Linked DNA regions of Sus scrofa: region 1 is linked to region 2. A link is a contact called in public Hi-C data. All regions are on one chromosome and are shown on one strand. Each heading gives the region's core, a stretch centred on a gene start, on an enhancer-like site or on the middle of the called end of the contact. The rest is flanking DNA. Distances are from core to core; before and after follow the strand shown. Region 1 has its middle 56 kb from the start of MEF2C. Region 2 holds the start of MEF2C (myocyte enhancer factor 2C).

What was found. Hi-C and Micro-C count contacts between places; a contact is called where the count stands out from the background.
Region 1: a Hi-C map of retroperitoneal adipose tissue shows a contact between it and region 2, with 2.3 times the contacts expected there. The contact joins the enhancer-like site here to the promoter of MEF2C in region 2. A contact is called at or near these places in 10 of 47 Hi-C or Micro-C datasets (alveolar macrophages, embryonic fibroblasts, epiblast stem cells and 6 more) and 1 of 2 datasets of contacts at active chromatin or transcription factors (skeletal muscle).

Annotation. Positions count from the first base shown.
Region 1 is chr2:96,271,269-96,274,531 of Sscrofa11.1, forward strand. It overlaps a transcript of MEF2C not described here. Among named protein-coding and RNA genes, the nearest start is that of MEF2C, 56 kb to the left of the region's middle. Within about 2 kb of position 1,708, at least 14 of the 83 cell types and tissues checked have an H3K27ac peak or open chromatin away from gene starts, as enhancers often do. A contact at or near this core is called in retroperitoneal adipose tissue, where this site is marked.
Region 2 is chr2:96,215,073-96,218,556 of Sscrofa11.1, forward strand. MEF2C (myocyte enhancer factor 2C) reads right to left here and starts at 1,991. Exons shown (of 9, transcript NM_001044540.1): 1 at 1,924-1,991. The coding sequence starts at 1,977.

The sequences.
Region 1 (3,263 bases), core at 458-2,957, 56 kb after region 2:
GTAGCCATCTTTTGTAAATAGAATCAGAAAGTTGTCTGAAATCACAGAAGTACAAGAATATGGAAAGCCTACGCTCACCATCTTAATGACAGAAAACTCACACCAAAGTTGGTAACCACTAACTTCTACCTCATTAGACAATTTTCTGGTCAGGAGAAGCTGTCTTCTAAGTTTTCCTTCTACTATATTGAATACTATGCTCCCAAAGCAAGTTTTTTTTTCATTGCTATTTTTAACAAGGCGATAGATTCCAATTTTGTGGGAATCTATGCATTTATCCTTACCTGTTATTTTCTTAAACTCTCTTTTTTACTCTACCTTTACACGGAAATTTGCAAATATAAAGACACAGAGTAGGCAAAATTTTGTATCTTTTAAGATATTTCATCATCTAAAACGAAATGGTTTAGTCCCCTTGCAATTTGTTCATCAGGCATTTGTGGATGAACTCAGCTGTATAATTTCCAGGCCTACAAAATGGAAGCTCTGATACCTAGTCTATGTTTTTCACTCGGAATTAGAGTGAACATAAACAGTGAGCATATAAGCTGGAGCTGAAGGTAATAAACTTATTAGAACTTAGTAAGACAGTGTTATGGTCAAAGAAAACCTGCAAGTGTATGCCACAAACCCACTCAGATGAAACATCTCATTCATTGGAATCTCCTATCTCACTGTAATAATGCACAGAAAATTAAACACATAAATATTAATTTTATGTATCACAGAAGATGTAGGCAATGAAAATGCAATGTTTACATTTATGAGTGACTCATTAGTGTTTTATTGTGTGAAACACTAGGAGGCATCAGTTGGGTAAAAAAAGGCTCCAATTTTTAAAGAAGCAAGAAATTACTGTAGAGTTGGATGTGTAAGAAGTAGGGGTTTTCAAAATGTTATTATGTCAACTAAACTTTTTCTCTGAAATAAACTCTGAAAACATCACATTTTGTGGCCAAAAATGACCCTTATAAAACATTCACAAAATACATATAATTTGACCAATAAACACCTATCAAAATATATTTCAAATATACAGATTCATTAGCTATGTAATTCCACATTTTTATGAAAAATATATTTGGTAACAGAAGAACATAATGGCTATTAACTACCATGCATTTTCTGCTCTGTTACTCAATACCATGAGTGTATGTTTTATTTCTGGCAAATTCTGTTTTATGCTCTCTACAATGCCTTTGAAAATGTCTACTGCAAATTAAGCCTTATAATAATAACTGCTTCACATAAACATCCAGAACTTGGTATCTGTTCAGAAAGAAGTGATGGAACTTAAAATGTAAGCTACGTATATAAAAGAGGACATGTTTTCTCTTATTTCACTATTGAAAGCCTATCATCTGAAAACTGAGTTTTCTACTGTTTGAATGGCTCTTCATAAGGAAGAAGCAACAGGGTCGTGGTATACTTATCTAGCAATCATTTGAAATTGGAGTGTCTTGCCATTCCCCAACAATCAGCTTTTATCTCTGACCTATCAAAATAACATGTGAACTGCGTAATCCGCCTTTTGTAAGGTGCACAGACTCTGTTGTAGCTCCTGGTTTTGTGAATCGCCTGTGTAATCTGGTTTGATTTCCTAAAGATGACAGATCTCGGTGAATAGTCAGGCTTTACTGAGTGCAGGGCAGTCCACGCGCCCGTGAGATTAAGGTACGGTGCTGAGGACGGGGATCTTAATCACCTACCCTTCCACATTCAGCACACAGACTGCGCACCGGTGATTAAATCTTCATTGTGTCCAGGCAATCACTGTATTCATGAAATGAATATGTGCATTTTTGTAAGTTTTAGGTATTAATTTGTGTGTTTTCTCAGAGGATGTGCTTTGGGTAAAAAAAAAAAAGTAGAACTTTATTAATAGTCTCTTTACAGTCCACTCTGTGGCCCTTAATTGCATATGAAATTCTTCCATCTTACTTTGAATCATGCCCCTGAAGCCAGGGTTCTCTGTTTAATAACTATTTTTTTTGTTGTTATGAAGCACAAGTGTCGCCGCACAGATATTTCCCCATTTTTGTCACTTTCTGAGATTTCATAGACACAAAATATACCGCATGCAGAGTTGGGAAATAAAACCACAAAATATACTACAATAAACAGAAGAAAGTTTTGAAATACAGCGTTAATATATGCCAATGAGTTTTTTAAGCTCATTTTTTTAAGTAAAATAAGTTTAAATACAATAAATCACTTATCGGAAAGATATGGTTGTTATGCTATACAATTTACTGATTCAGTAAAGAGAAGGGCCAAGGAAGAAACTGACAGACATCTGAAAAATATAAAGACATGTTGCTTTTTCAGGATCCAATTTTGAATCATTAGATAGCCCTTTTCCCTAATGGAGTGAACTATTCCCTCAAATTTTGAAAACTGAATGTGTTTACAAAATAGAAAAGAGGGAAGGTACAATAAAGTCCTTGTTACTTAAATTGCATGTATTTAATGTTAATATGTTTCTGTTCTGAAAAGTTAATATATATGATTGCATAGGTTTAAAGTATGAACAGCTGAGAAAAGCCGGAAAATTGATTTTTTATTTTAAAATGCTTTGTTATTTAAACCAAAGAAATAAATTAATATTGAATAAAAGTTACATCTTTAATACTGCCTTTCACTATATTCCACATATATACATAGCAATCATAATGTAAATAGCATAATTAATGAATGAGGTAAAAATACTGTTTTTAGTAAGAAGTCTGGAAAATATGCTACAAATACTCAAAGCTGTGTGAATTACAACAGTAAAAAACAGATTTTTATAAAGTTTAGCAAAACCTGAAGTAAAGATAACTGTCAACTATTGTCTCCTTAACTTGATTAGGGGATCACATCTTAAACACTGCCTTTAAAGTGTGTTTTAATGAAAACTTTTAGAATTCATTTAGAAGTCTAATATATAGTCAAGTATACTTTTGCACAAATAGAATGAGATACTTGATTTTAGAGATTTTTTTTCCTCTTGAGATCAGACATTAGATAAGTACATCTCCTTTTACCTGTCAAGTTCTGCATCTACTTGCTTTAGAACTACCTCTTTTAACTTAATAATTTCATGTATACTCTGGAGGACAATAATATGGTTTATTAACTGCATTATACTTAACTGAAATGCTTGTGCCATACTGGTATATACTGAATGTTTTCAAAGACTGGCCCAAATTGACATTATTTTAAAAATTAAATAAGATGTTTTTATTTCAAATTGGAGATGGTTAATCTCTTTAAAGCTAAAA
Region 2 (3,484 bases), core at 741-3,240:
TGCACGATAAATATTTACCAGTAAGATGGCAGTTTAAGATTGTTAATAGCCATTTAAAATAACCACTGAAATACATATTACAATGCGGAAGTTTTGAATTTTACTAATGCCATTTAAGAGTACTGAATTAAAGGGCCAACTGACCCTAAAGACTGAAGGAAAGACTACACAGTCCCGATCCTAAAGTTATTTTTGACTTCTAACATGGGTGAGAGTAACAGCAATTGGAGATGCAACTACACTGAAATCAAGAAAAAATGTTCCATTATTAGCTCAAATGTATGATGTTAAAATCCTTGTATGCCCATGTGCATTTTATACTCTTTTACAAAGCGAAATGAAAGGGAATTTAACCTGCAAAAACTTTTGTCTTTGTAAGCAAAAGGAAGATACAATAAATTTCATGAACCTAAATATTACCTGGCATTATTAATGAAGTGATGATGCTAATTCATATTATTTTTGACTGCACCTCAAATAGATGCTAGTCCAAACAACAGGGTCTAGATAGTGGTATATGATGTTCAATATTTCAGTCCTAATTTCAGTTTCAAACTATAAATCAATTTAAAAATACTGTGGCTTTATATTGACAGAATTATTGCTTTTTGGCTTGACCTATAGCAGTAAGCAATGTATAGGAAAACACTGCAGGAATTCATCATAAATCTAAGCATTATGCATCCTCTAAGCTCAATTTTCAGCCCAAAGTAGTTTAAATCATATGTACCTTAAATATAGTGTTTTAAAGGAGCATAAACCTAAAAAAGTTTACCTCTTAATGGCATACTGGCTTTGATGGCATAAATAACAACTTCTATTTATCATAATTGACATATAGCAATAAAAACTTTTAAAGCATGAATCAGCTCTAGTCTCACTTGCAGATCCCAGAAGATAGGCACAGTAGGATAAAAAGAGTGTCTTTGGAAGAAATCATGGATGGTGGGGCATCTCCAAGGCTGTCCTCTTAGCTTTCCCTAGTAAGTGGACAAGAGACAAAACACTCTCCTCTTCCATGGTCAAGGAATGCCTGTTCTATAGGTTCCATTATTCATGTACAATGGTTGGGATCTGGCAGTACTGTAGTATCTCTCTCAGGAACTGTTATTTGATATTTAACATTTGGATGCATACAAACCACCCAACTAGACTTACATCACCTAACCAAATCCATTCTCCCCAAGTGTGAAGAAAAATAGTCAAATCACAGACATTCATAATGTATTAAGTCTTTGTTGAGTAGAGCACTCGGATACATGAAGTCTTTAGAATAGATTAACTGTATCATACAAGTATCACTGGAGTTCTAGAAAAAAAATTACATCATGTGCCTCTAGATTTATAAAATTCAGGGTTTAAAGAAAATGGTATGAATTAACTAATTTCTAGGCCAGGGATCAAACCCAGGCCGTAGCAGTGACCCAAGCCTCAGTAATGACAATGCTGGATCCTTGAGCCTGCTGTGTCACAAGGGAACTCTTGAAAGTCATTTTTATAAGGATATTTAGCCTATATTACAAACCTTTAAGTAGATGACCACAAAGGCCTTGTTCCCAGGAATATAATAATATCTTTGTTTGATGATGCGTGCATAGCAATAGCAATGTTATGCTTATTAACTCTTAATTACTAAGGTATTTATGTTACACAAATGCAACTCACATTTAAAATTCATGTTGAAGGAAAAAGTGAATAATCACGAATGTGTAAAATACACATATTCTTATAGATAGGGTGATTTTTTTTCCTTTACATATAAGAAACTATTAGCACTTGAACTGACCACTTTTAATTCACTAAAACTGCTCTCAGTGGATGTTTATAAGCTCAGAATGTTTTCAGTACCCTTAATATATCCGAGGGGAAATGTAAGAAACAGTCCATGTAAATAATAACCCCCCAAAAAGTTTACCCACTCACCTGTCTGTTACGTTCATCCATAATCCTCGTAATCTGAATCTTTTTTCTCCCCATAGTCCCCGTTTTTCTTCTCTCTCTCGTCCCTGAAATTATGTATTTTTTCCTTCCTTTTCTTTCTCTTTCCTGTTTCCTCCAAACAAATTTCCTTCTTCAGCACTTGCACTGCTCAGTTCCCAAATTCCTGCATTCGTTCCTGCTGAACAAAAAATAAAAATTAAACACCATTTTAATAGCAAGCCAGTTTCGTAAGAAAGATCATATTCTTATTTTAAAAAAATAAAACTCTATGGCAGTAAACCAATCAAATGAATGAAAATAAGCAACTATAAAAGTACATGGTATATCACATGCAGGAGCATATCAAGTAGGAATGGTTTGTTTTTATAACTAAAATAAGCTCATAAGTAATTTAACAAGTCATTTAAATGACAAAAACTGTGCTTTAAAGCCCTACACTTGAAATGCATCTTTTGCAAAGAGTTTCTTAATATTTTTTTAATGAAATTAGGTGACTATTTTCACCCTTCTGTTATGAAAAATTACCTAAATCAGAGAGTTAATGAACCTTTATGTACCTGTGTATGCTAAGTAGGGCAGCTAATTCATTTCTGAAGGGAAAACAATCTCGTGTTTTGACAGCAGAGGTGATAACGTCCCTCGTTATGCAAATAGGATGGACTATTATGAAAGTGGTATTTGATATATGTAAATGTCAACTAATTTAAATCTAAATCCTTTAATCTTATTTTTAAAAAGTCACTGCTATGAGAGCACTGTAAAAATAATGTGGGATATTTAATCTTACATAACAAGCAGCTATCAGCAGTGAGATCTCCTTTTCCTTTTGAAAGCCCTTAAGCTATAGCTTGAATACAAGAATCAAAAAAGGCAATCATTCATAGAAAGGAAAGAAATGGTGCAAAAGTTAGAATATTATTCCATATATAACTATAATTTTTATAAGCCATCATTCCTCTAAATTTAAGTATTTTAACAAGACATATCATACCTCTTTGGGGAATAAAATACGAATTATAGAAACTCGGTATATTCTGGGTATCTTTAGGTCATGAATTAAAATGAAAGAAGTGATCATCAATAATATAAAATAAACCTAGAGAACCCAGAGTATTAAAAGCACATATTTTACTTTGTTTTAAATAATATCTGAAAATATTTGAACATAAAGCAAATTGCTGTGAAATGTAAATGTGGAAGTTAACAAGAAGGAATTATTCTATGTCAAAGAATGAAATTACTTACACACTGCTCAGAATTCTCCTGTTTATTTTAGTTGGTGTCTGACAACTGACCTGATAAATTCCCACATGTATTATGTAATGCTAAGCCAATGTCCTGGCTACTTAATAGATTATTTGGCTTCAATTCAAAGTTATTGGAATGAGAATTGGAACTGTTACACACTTGGTCTGATCATCAGCTGTCTTTTCAGTTCCTTAATTTAATTTCTAAATTCTTTATCACCTTGAGTAAATTTTTTTTTCATTTAAGTTTTCTGTGATTATCTAATTGCAGAAGCTATTATGATATAATTAGTTCT